Linked DNA regions of Mus musculus: region 2 is linked to region 1. Evidence: chromatin contacts called from public HiChIP or PLAC-seq data. All regions are on one chromosome and are shown on one strand. The core of a region is the stretch at or near the end of the contact, and the rest is flanking DNA. Distances in the headings are between cores, read along the strand shown.

Region 1 (6,161 bases), core at 966-3,465:
GGAGACACCTTAACATTTTTTTAAAAATTATATGCCAGAATATATACTAGCTAAAGTATACTATTTTTACTTTTAAAAATAAGTCTACCACACAGTGCAAAACTACATGCTGTGGCCAGGCTCTTGAATACTGTCTTTCTTCTTTGACTTCACAGAGGTTTCTCATTTTTATGTATTTGTATCAGTCAATGGGTTCCTCCTGTTTACTCTTTAGTGTCATTTTGGTTTTTTGAGATGAAGTTTTTCTGTGTGGCTCTGGCTGTCTTGGGACTCATTCTGTGGATCAGGATGGCCTCAAACTCAGAAATCCTCCTGCCTCTGCTAGAACTAAAGGCATGGACTGCCATACCTGGCCGCCTCTGTTTATCCCTGAGAAGACTTCATTAGACAGGTAAGCATTCTAGAAGAAGAAACTAAACTTTATTTCTTCTCAAAGAAAATCATCTGGCTTTGGATCCCCAACTCCCTCTCCCCCAAAACATAAACAAACAAACAAAAACAAGACAAAAAGCTTCAAATAGTTTTTCTTGTAATATGCATCCAACTTAAATAGCACACTTTCTCCAAATGATTTTTAAATTTAACCATAGTTTTGATTGCTCTTTCAAATACCGTAACAAAACTTCCACCAAGGTGATGTTTCAAATTTAAAAAGGTGTTAAGTGTTAAAAACACTAAATTTTTTGTAGTAATAAACATCCTAAAAGAACTCTGCAAAGTAGTCCTAAATGAAGAGACTAATTACTATCTGAGCTACAGAGAATGGGACAAAGAGCCCAGCATTTTAGGCCCAGTGACAGCTACCCAGAATAAGAATTACAAATTACACTACTGCAACTCACCTCACCAACACTGAAGGGGCACTTTGGACAACATTTAACAGCCACTATATGTATATATATTTCTGTGTAATATGTTGAAGTTTATTTGGAGTTTTAAACAGAGGGCCCATTCTGTTCATAAGTGGCATACCGCCACCATGGGAAAACTAGCTACAGTATTCTGTCATTAACAACAAACTAAAACAGTGTATTGCAATCAATTCTTTTGCAACCTTAGAAACCAGCTTTTAATACGGTATGAATATATTCTACTTTATCTGCCCAGCACAGGAGTGTGTGACCGCTTTTATCAAAAAACCTGAATGGCTGCAGCTTTTGCCTTCCGATCCAAGTTTTTGAAGGGTGACTGTGAATGTTTGAGAAACGTTTCTGTAACCACTCTTTGCAAATCCCAAGAACCTGAGGGGCTCGGGTTAGCGGTGGATTTGGTCCTGTCCTCTCCTGGGCTCTGCTAGCAGTCCTCCGTGTCAAGCTACGGGAACAAGGGAGGTGAACAGAAACAGGACTTACACGTTTGATGCTACTTTAGAAACTCTCCAATAACTTGAATCTGACTGAGAAAGCAATGCTGACGAAGATGAAAACTCTCAATCCCACCCTGCGCCCAGGGTTATTTATGTACAGTTTCAGGAGACACTTTTGTCACCAAAAGGATTGTTCGATATAACCGCAAACTTCGGTGGGTTTCCTGTCCCCCAGACTATGCCCATTCGATAACTGTGAGAAGCCCTCACCTTAAGATCCGTATGTGACATCCACTTTGATTTAGGGAGATTTAAGAAAACGGGATGGCACTAAGAAAAAGTGTAGCGCAGGAGTACCTCACTCAACCTAAGCAGCAACAGAACTGCGGCGGCGGCCCAAGGGGACCCTCCAAGCTGGTGGAATCCGCCATTTCCCACGGCCTGTTTGGGTCACCCTGGGTCACCGCGATGTGCCCTAAGACCTCCGGGTCTGGAGGTCCGCCTCAGGGTGTCCCTACGCGGGTTGGCCGCTCCCCGGTAGCCGCGGCTCGCGGGGACACCTGTGAGGACCTTGCGAGACCGGCAGGCTCTGTCTGGGTTGGAGAAGGGCAAGCGGGCGGGCCAACTGCCGAGGCCAGGCGCGGCCTCCACCGGTCCGTCACTCACCCTGGCTGCGGCCGCGGGTCGCTGCCCGGCCGCCACCGAGCCTGCACAGCGCCGCCCAGCTGCACCTGTGCGCCGCGGCGGCGGCGGCCAAGCCCGGAAACATCCTGGCGGGGCAGAGGCCCCCACTCGGACACCACCTCCTGCCTCCGAGCCGCCTGCCGCGCCAACTGACTCCATAGACCGGACCCCGGCGAGCACGGATGTGTGCGCCGCGGCCGGCGGCCTCGGCGACCCGGAAGTCATGGGGGTGTGGCGCGACAGCGGAAGTGACGGAATATGCCAGCGGGGGCGGGGTGGGCGGTGCTTCTGGCCAGCACCGGGCCAGGACGGTGTGCGCTGCCGACTGTGCTGGGCATTTGTGAGTCCGTGTCGTGTCCCGGGAGACAGTCTTACGAAGCGCCGCCGGGGCGTGGGAAGCAGGAGGAGAAGGCAGGGTTTAAGCCTCTGTCCCCTTTCCTTTTGAACCCTCGGCACCGCTCTGTCCAACACCGTGGTCACCTTGCTGATCACTCAACCTCCGCTTCTCGGTCGTAGTATAACAAAATTAGAGGCGTGCATAAAATTTGAAGTCGCGGTACTATGTGTACGCGAAGATGGAGCAGTTTTTCAAACAGCCTGGTCCCAGAGAGAAAGAAACCTGAACACATTCGCCTGTTTTAACCATTACCATGTCAGGTTCATTCAGTTCTTAGCTTAAGCCTTCTTTCACCACCCTAATTATAATTAACGTGGTTCTCATTTTTAAATAGTTACCCTGTACACTTTTCTTCAAAATACCACTACTGAAATTATTGTCCCCCCGGAATAGAGAATAGCTATATGGACACTGGATCCTGTGCAGTATACGTATACTACTATATTCCAGGGGCTAAGTCAATACCTGTCTGGCCAGATAAATAGAATGGGATGCATGTCCAGTTGTTTTAAAGATTAATTTAAATCGCTTAGTGAAAGTACTGTAAAATAAAATTTTAAATGGAAAATGAGTGCACAGGGCCGAGGGAAGGTATAGGGAACTTTCGGGATATCATTTGAAATGTATATAAAGAAAATATCTAATAAAAAAATAAAGAAAATGAGTGCAAATCAGTAAATGGGGAGGAAACCCACCACTTTGAGTGGACTTGAGGCTCCCTTCACAGGAGGGAATCCACCTCTGGTAAGGTTAAGCAGGTCAAAAGCCCATGGCTAACAAGGTTGTGGTCTCTAGTAAAAGGCTATTGCAGCTATTTGGATAAATATATTATGGTCTGACACCCCTTCCCCCATAACTGTAGCCATTTTGTTCCATGCTTGCCAGTTATATTACTACTCTAACATGCCTGCCACTCACTGACCAAGAAGTGACTTGGCTCAAGAACATGCTGACCACATAACCATGGTTTTGTCCTGTATGTTCTGAATGTTATGTATGAGGTTTGCTAATCTTAAGAAATTCCATCAAATCAAAGGTCAACACGAACTGTTCTGTGTAAAACGGCTTGAGTTAGAGCTGACCACCGGACAGCCCTTCCTGCACCTACATATGAGCTCACTGTGGTTTTTGTGGCTGACAGTGAAGAATGCTTCTAATAAGCTAAAAAGTTATAACACTCATGCTCTGTTATCTCGATGTCCTGAAATTCCCCTGTTCACCATGCATCCCGACACTTTCCTTACCTTACTCAGGACCCATCAGCTGATATACTTTGCCTCGTGAGCCTTCCTTGCCCTTTAAACTTCTGTACCTTGTTTTTTGGGTTTTGTTTTGTTTTGTTTTGTTTGTTTGTTTGTTTGTTTGTTTCGAGACAGGGTTTCTCTGTGCAGCCCTGGCTGTCCTGGAACGCGCTCTGTAGACCAGACTTTCCTCGAACTCAGAAATCCACCTGCCTCTGCCTCCCAAGTGCTGGGATTAAAGGCGTGCGCCACCATGCCCGGCCTGTACCTGTTTTTTTGTTTGTTTGTTTGTTTTTCCTATAGAAAGTCTACTATGAGAGCAGACTGGTGCCACAATTAGGTTTTTCCTTCTTGTGGACCTAGGCATCCAGTGTTATGGTGTGTGTTCAATAAACTATTCTTGCTTAACTGCGATGGTGTGTGTGGCAAATTCCTGAACCCCAACAAACGGATAGGTTATTCTGGTTAAATTGCCTTCTAAAGTGTGTGCCCATAGAGTAGTGCTACTGTCAGCTTTGAACAGAGCAGCTGTTTGTTTGTTTGTTTGTTTTCTTTTGCAATGGTCAATGGTAACTGCAGAAACGCCTAACTGATCAATAAAACTGAGAATAAATGACTGTTGAATGCCTAGCCATAAACTGAAACATTTGTATCACTTCTTCCAAAGGCCAGGGAACATTCTGGAAAAAAGGGGCGGATGAAAAGTAAAAACCAGAGGAAGTGCAGGGAAGTAGTGGAAAACACGGACTTCCAGTATGACATCGTTGGTGCCTTCTTGAACTCACACTTGCTGTGATTACTCTCAGGAGACTGGGCACATCAACACTGTGTCTGGGGAAAGAGAAGGGGCTCCTGGGGTCCTGCCCTCCCCTGAGAGTTTCTACACAATGGTTGATGGGGGAAGGGAGAGACATTTGAAAGCAAAATTTCACCCATTCACCTGTAAACAACCCTAATGAAACTCATGAGATGGCACTCACAGAGACAGGCACACGCACATCAAAGCAGAATGGAAAAGCTCACTGGGAAAATGACAGGGATTGGCAGGGGTGGGCAGAGGACAAGAGAGGAACAGGTGTGCAAATATGATCACAATACACTGCATATAAAATCTCACAAAAAACCCTTTATACATTATTAATATATGCTTATAAAAGCTTAATGAGAATCAGCACAAGGATTTTGTTTTGAGACAGGGGCTCACGTTGTAGCCCAGGCTAGCTCAGCAGTCACTATATACCTGGAGTCACTGTGAACCTTTGAGTTCACTGTTCCTCAGCCACCTTTCACTTTCTCAATCAGTGGTTCCTTTCTTTGGAAGAAAATGTAAAGCATTTCAAAAGACTTTGTGACTGTAGTCTGTATTTTCTGGAATGCAGGTCCAAGTGAGCATGTCCCTCTAGGTCATTTTCAGACATTCTGTGTGTGATTAAGATTTTAGATGGTCTAAACTGAGAATGTATGTTATAAACAGATGCTTAAATTGCACTATTTTATCAGACAGACAAAAGCGGAAGTGGAAAATGACCAAGTGCCACTCAGGGTTCTCATACACCATAATTTCTACAAGATGTTTCCAAGGAAGTTGCTGCCCTTATCAGACACTTTGAATCTAGCTGGCTGAACTTTGTTTCATCCTGTCTAGTCCTGGGACAATGATGGTTCTACTCATTAAACAAGCCTGGCTATCTATCTGGAAAATGGACTTAGATGATTCATTACAAAATAAAGAGAATGGTTCTGCCCCGAGGCTTCCAATTTTGAGTACAGATGTATCCGTGGGAATTGTGTTCTTCTCCCCTTCAGGATTAGTGTGGAAGGACCTTACCAACCTGAACATTTTTTAAAGGCTTACACATGGCTGTATAAAAGGACCGTCAAACCACAACTAAGGGTGTGTTGGTCGCCACTACACAACCAGAGGCAGAGATAGAGCGTATGTGCAGAGACATTTTCTATGTCTAAGCAAACCTTTCTTGCACGTGAAAAACTGTTCATATTGTTTCAAACCACACTGTTAATCCCTGCGTCCACTTTTCAGAGATGCTGAGACACTTGTCTCTAGTCAGCATGAATGTGAACATGAAATCAGACTCAGGCCCTCTGTCACTCCAATATGTATGTTCTGAAAAGCATGTTGTAAGGCAAGGAGAAGGCAAAGGGTTTGTTATTCTATGTGCATTATATGCATGTGTGTATGGTACAGAGGCTAGAGGTTGGTATCCGGTGTCTTCCTCTATCTCTACCTTTTATATTTAAAATCACATTTATGTAGGTGTATGTATATGCACATGTGTGTAGGTGAGATGGTACAGTGTGCCTTTGGAAGGCAGAAAAATAACTTGTGGGAGTCAGTTCTTCCTACCAGGTGGGGCCCCGGCATTGATCTCAGGTTATTTCATTCATCATGTGTGGTGACATGTGCCGTATCTGCAGAAACATCTTGCCAGTCCCTCCGACTTATTTCCCATTTTATTCATTCATGTGTGCGTTCACGATGGGGAGAGCACGTGCCATTTTACACAAGTGAAGG
Region 2 (6,161 bases), core at 1,743-4,242, 34 kb before region 1:
ATGTTGTTCAAATTAGATGCTGCTAGGACAGCAAGGTACTGTGCTACAGGGGCTGATAAACATGTCCACAACAGGAGAGGCAAGCTTTGTCCATTCCATTACACTAAATGTACTATGGTTAAAAACAAAGTAGGAAACTAGGCCAGACATGGTGGCATGTGCCTGTATGTAATCCCAGCACAGGGAGTGTAGAAGAGTAAGGCTGGAACTCAAAGGTTCAAAGCCAGTTTGGGTGTCAAAGCAAACACTGTCTTAATAACCAAACGACAAAAAACAAAGTAAGATTAGTTTAACTGACTTGTTATTATATAAATATGTAATGGAATGTTAAAATAAGACTGATTATATACTATTCTATGACCCAAAACAGTAAAAAAAGTTCTAAGTTCACTCTCATTCTAGGGTGTTCTAATAGCAGAATGAAGTATTTCAGCTGCTGGGGCTTTCAGAAGGAGGTGGGATCTCTCTCTTCCCATTAGACCACACCCCGACTTTGCGCCTAGCAGTACAAGTCGGAGAATAAGGAGGCCAAAGGCTAGCATTTCTATGATGAACGTGTTGAGTTGCTAATATTGCTCAGTGGGCTAAATAAGTGCACCCAAGAGTTTGAAGAGTATAGCAAACTGTGTCTGATATAAACTGTAGGAAGGGTACTGAGGGTGGCTGTCAGAAAAGAGAAAAAAAAAAAAAAATCACAGTGCCCCATGGAAAGTAAAATGTCTCATACGTAGATCTTAGCATAGGGACCTGAACTGGAGTCTTCTGAAATGTCTAAGAGGCATTTTGCCACATGCCTGAAATTATCCCCTGCAACACAGAAGCTGAGGGGACAGCATATGACCAGTCTATGTCGACCCAAGGAGTCAGAACAGCAAAGCAGCCTGCTCTCTAAAGCCTGTCAATGAAAGGTAGTTTTTAAAGATCTGCAAAGGCCAGAGAAGACCACTGTAGTGTTTGTTGTTCTCTGTCCAGTGCTGGGCACAGCCTACTGAGCAGAAGAGCCTTGGTGTGACAAAACTGGAAGTAACCATCTTCCTTTTCCTGTTCCCCAGTGCAGGACCTTCCTGATGGAGCCTCAAAGGAAAAACAAAAACAAAAAGGAAACAAAAACCTCCTGTTTTGCTTTAACACTAAATGTAGTTCTGACTTCTGTCAAATGACTGAAAACTCTAATTCCTAGTATAAGGTCACTCTTGGCACTAGAAGTGCATGGAGTTCTTTTTGTTCTTCAAGAGCATCTCCAGAAAAATCTGTAAAGCTGCCCAAGATTTTAACTAAAGAGGATGTGCTTAGTAATAAAGCCTACGGAGACCCTCCTGTGTGACATCACCAAATTAAGGGCTCAGCAGTTAGGAGCACAGGCTGCTCTATCAGAGGCCCTGGGTTTGATTCCCAACACCCACAAGGCAGCTCAGAGCCTGTTGTAATCCCAGTCTAGGAGAGCCAGCATCCTCTTTGCCTTTGCCTGCATCAGGCACACATGTGATGCAGACATTCATGCCGGCAAAACACCCAAACACATGAAATAAGTAAAAATTGTCTTAAGTCACACAATTATATAGATTCAGAGATCATAAATACTCATGTGTAAAACAAAACCACAACTAACTTGTGTGGCACAGCCAAGAGGCAAATTATTTCTGTCCTCTAATACAATATGGAAAGGTTTCCACTAAGTCACAGTACTCCAAAGTGAGAGTGGGGGAAAGGAGGATCACCCATAGCAGGGATTCCATTGGTTGAGGATGAAGTAATCCCATGATTCCATGATACCAAGAGAGTCCTGCGCCCATCATGAAAATACCAACACCACTAATCAATGAAGAAATATAGCGCATATTTGAAAAGCCGTACCTGAAAGATAAAAAGATCATATAGTTTACAAAAATGAACACTAACTTTCAAAATGTTTAATAAGTCAATGAAAACAAACAAAATCATTCTTGGACTATTAAATTGGCATAATTTTTTATATTAAATACTATAAGCACAAAGTTCAAATTTCAATAAAAACAGTATACAAAATGGAAAAAATTGCAAGATCTTTGAAAATATTACCCATAATTTTATTGCTTAATTCTCAACAGTTTAACATGAAACTTACTGCTGGCTCTGAAGAGTTTAGCACACAAGTAAACCAATATATTCAGTTTTCTGCATGTTTTCATGGATAATTTTGAAAACATCAATTATTTTTCTAATTATCTTTGGTCAAAATGAACCATTACTTTGTATCATTTTAAGTACCAAAACAGCACTCTCAGGACACTTGAAAATTATGACATACTATGAGAAATAGAAACGTTTTCTGAGAAATGTACTCTTAAACACAAACATGACTGCATTCTCTGGTAGATACACATTCAAACAGCAATTCTAAATTTGGAATTATTACTGAAATTCTCTTCAGGCAAAAATATAATCTAGCTATAGAGAATTCCAGTTTATTGATGCAACAATATTTTACAAATTTGACTTAGAAAAAAAATTGTTTTAAAAGTTTTTTTCCAAAGTAACAGCAACTATATGCCAATTTGAATTATATGTATTTTCAAGGCACTGTGGATTCTGTTTTGTTTTTGTTTTTGTTTTCAGGGTTGTTACTGATGCTATATTAAGTGCCATGTGGCTACCATATCTAAATTTCCTTAAACTACTGTCCAAAATTTAGTCACTGTACTAGGTAGTGCTAAAATGGGCTATTGAAAATACTTAAGAAGCAATCTTTGGAACATAAACCTTTAAATTTTTACCCTCTTATTTAAATTTTTGGTATGGAAAATATTTTTTTCAAGAGATAGTAAAATATAGTAGATGTGCAATTGTTGAGCCCCATTTTGGCCCTGGTTTGGGCCTTGAGAATAAACCCGAGCCTGGCTCTAGTTTTGAGACCTGTCTCAGTCACTTCCGCATCGGGATGATTCAGCAAGACCTGTTTGGCCCTGCCTCTAGCCCACCGTTGCTGAGGTAGAACTTTGCCATTGGCCCTGTCAGTCACGCCATACCCTCTGTCACCCTTCCCCACCTCCTCTGTCATCTAACCCACCAAAAATCCCACTCCCTATGTTCCTTATATAAGTGAGAGGCTGATGCCATAAAGTTGAGTTCCTGCTTCGACAGACTCCAGGCCCTGGTGTGTTTCTTTTGGGCTGTGGACACTCGCCATCCTGCTCAGCCCCAGAGAGACCCGGACCTCTCTCCTCTCACCTGGACCTGCCAGCAAGAAGCCGGCATACAATTTGTTAACATTTGTTCTCTATGCTAGATAACTTATAATTTTTAAATTATTATTATTATTAAAATAGCAGTTATTATTATTATTATTAAAATAGCAGTACCCTGGTTTCAATTAAGAAAAAGTGTTTATAAAGTACTAAAATAGACATCTTCACAGAGATAAAGGCACATCTTTGCCTTAACTTGATCAATCTGTATTAATGAAGCTAGTGAAAATAACAATGGATATGGAGCTAGAGGCTACAAAAATAAATATCTACATCAGGACACTGACATACTCAAAGCAATATCTTCTAAAACAAAAACCTTACTTTATAAATACCTAATTTTGAAATGTTATCAAAAGATTTCTCAATGATAAGAAAAGCATTAAAGAAAGAGTAAGTATGAAATATGCATTTTAAAAGGGTTAACATCAAAATTTTAGATTAGGTGGCCAACTAAGTTTGGGATGAAATATATTCCTTGAAAAAAAAAAAACAGAACTCTAAGATAAGTGTTTTGTTATTACCAAATACAGAGAAGAGCTCTAGGCTGCTCTATAAAGCATAAAAATACTTCAATTCCATTTTCAAATTATGCCTTGAATTTACTTTGACCGTGGCACTTTACATGCTACAAAGGAAATGACCAAATACCGAACAACTTGATGTTATATAAATCTCAAATCTCTGCAATCCCTTGGCTTTATCTCATTGACTTACGGGTGAGAAGGATCTGGTGTTTGAACAGATTTGCTGATGCCCAGTGCTAGCAAGCCCTATGGAGAAGAGCGAACAGTAAGAGCTCATTACTAAGATGGAGAATACAGTGAGTACGCCACTTTGGAAGATGGAGAGAACAGCAACAAAGAAATCATAAATGCACATAAATGGCCAAGACATCCTAGTTTCAGGACTTAGAAAAATAAAGATAAACCCAAGGGGACTCAAAACTACATTGTTTATAAGGATAAAAAACTTGAAAAATAGCTGGGCATGGAGGCACACACTTAAATTCCTAGCACTTGAAGAGGTGTAAGGTAGGAGAATCAAGTCTGAGTGCATCTTGGGCTGCATAAAGAAACCCATCTCAAAAAAAATGAAGCCATACCAAAACAAGCCAAGACAATAACTACAGGAATCTAAAATTCCATCAGTAAGGGCATGCAACACAAATGATCAACCACACAAATGGCTTCTACAACATTAGTTGAAATACAGTGTTCTGTACTGACACAGGAAAAGCTCTAGCTGGCCCACTCTGTGAGGGCATTGAATGTAGGCTAGTTTGGAATACTACGTTTCAAGGCTCTGTCACAAACAAAACAAGGCACAATGACATTACGACTGGGAAGCACTCAATCTATAGATAACTATCTTATCCACATCAAATTCTTTCTCATTCTATTTCCCTCTTCTTAGTGGTACTGGGGATCAAACCTCCAGCCTCGCAGTCTAAGCAAGCCCTTGCTGCCAATCAGTGTCCCAGCCCTTTAGATCTTTCTAAACCTCGCAGTAACACTTTACAATTTTCAGTGTAAAAGTTTTGTGCACCTTTTGCTAGATTTATTAATGTTTTGTGACTATTATTACTAGTCTATATATGGAAAAATTCAAATGTCATTCTGTATTTGCTGGCAGTGGAAATGCACTGATTTCTATCCGTTTTGACTATTAAATCAACTTTATATTCTCAGAACAATATTTACTTGACTATACTATGATTTTTATATATTGCTTGATCGCATTTGGTTACATTTTGAAAAATTTCTAAGTATGACCCTGAAGAATACTGATTGGTATGTTTTCTCAAATAATGACATTGTAAGTTTTCATATCATACCTATGCTATCTCCATAGAGTTGAAGACCCATTGCTTTCTCTTATCTCTCAAAGTCTGTGCACCGTAGGTATAATTTTCTTAAAAGCTAGCTAAGGGCTGGTGAGATGGCTCAGTGGGTAAGAGCACCCGACTGCTCTTCCAAAGGTCCAGAGTTCAAATCCTAGCAACCACATGATGGCTCACAACCATCTGTAACAAGATCTGACTCCCTCTTCTGGAGTGTCTGAAGACAGCTACAGTGTACTTACATGTAATAAATAAATAAATCTTTAAAAAAAAAAAAAAAAAAAAAAAAAGCTAGCTAAGTTCTGTTGGTACTGTCTCCATAAGTAACTAAGGATTCCTTTACCTTCTTCAGTTTTATCTCTGGTTCTAGTATAGGTGATTTCCATTATTAAAATTAAAGACTGACCCTTTTCAGGATTTAGTCTTCTATCAATGTTATCAAGTGAGATTTTGTGTCAGACATAATTTTGTTAGTTCTAAAAGCCCCATTAAGTTTTCCATCATCTGCTAATTAAGTCTATTTTATTAAATATTTTCCTTCTAGCTGAAGCCAATTTTCTTGCTCCTTGCACTGTCTAGTAGTATTCTGCTCCTAACTGGAAAAATTAGCTGAACTCTGTGAATGTCACACTTCTAAAGAGCATGGTGCTTTGGTCTTACAAATAAATTATTTATAAAGTTATTCATTTACATTTCTGGAAAGTGTGTTAAGAAGGGTTCTCGAATAGCCTTTATCCTAGACATAATTTAGCTCTACTGCGAAGGTATGAGACTTGGGCTGACCTGGGTACCTCATTTGGTCAGTGTATCTCTGGTAGCCCTGTGTAAGCACTAGGAATTACTCAGCTTGTTGCCCTTCTGGTATTTCTGAACACAGCTTGTACATGGGTAATTTAGCAAAGACTCAAGAAGGTCCCTATGCAGAGTAGGTTTGTTTTGTTTTGTTTTGTCTTACTACATAGCTCTTCCCTCTGAGGAACTCTGCCTTCTAGTTTCCAACCACTTCAGATTCCTTGTATTTTGATATTTCCCATCCTGGCCCACTACTCCAAAGTTATTTCTAAGCAAAAAGCCAGAGAGAAAGCATAAGAGAA

The links. HiChIP or PLAC-seq counts read pairs in DNA pulled down with a chosen protein or histone mark.
Region 2: an H3K27ac HiChIP or PLAC-seq map of embryonic stem cells shows a contact between it and region 1, with 11 read pairs. The contact joins the enhancer-like site here to the promoter of Slc30a9 in region 1. A contact is called at or near these places in 1 of 39 promoter capture datasets (macrophages), 2 of 15 datasets of contacts at CTCF or cohesin (CD8 T cells and the NIH/3T3 cell line), 2 of 484 Hi-C or Micro-C datasets (embryonic stem cells and female germline stem cell-derived STRA8 germ cells), 4 of 115 datasets of contacts at active chromatin or transcription factors (the SCID.adh cell line, embryonic stem cells and intestinal villus epithelium) and 3 of 9 other capture datasets (adipose tissue, liver and pancreatic islet).

Annotation. Positions count from the first base shown.
Region 1 is chr5:67,303,009-67,309,169 of GRCm38.p6, reverse strand. Slc30a9 (solute carrier family 30 (zinc transporter), member 9) reads right to left here and starts at 2,215. Exons shown (of 18, transcript NM_178651.4): 1 at 1,973-2,215. The coding sequence starts at 2,075. RefSeq lists a cis regulatory region at 1,844-2,567.
Region 2 is chr5:67,337,787-67,343,947 of GRCm38.p6, reverse strand. It overlaps Slc30a9 (solute carrier family 30 (zinc transporter), member 9), which reads right to left. Exons shown (of 18, transcript NM_178651.4): 10 at 3,942-3,997; 11 at 1,719-1,854. Among named protein-coding and RNA genes, the nearest start is that of Slc30a9, 34 kb to the right of the region's middle. Within about 2 kb of position 2,992, at least 10 of the 459 cell types and tissues checked have an H3K27ac peak or open chromatin away from gene starts, as enhancers often do. A contact at or near this core is called in embryonic stem cells, where this site is marked.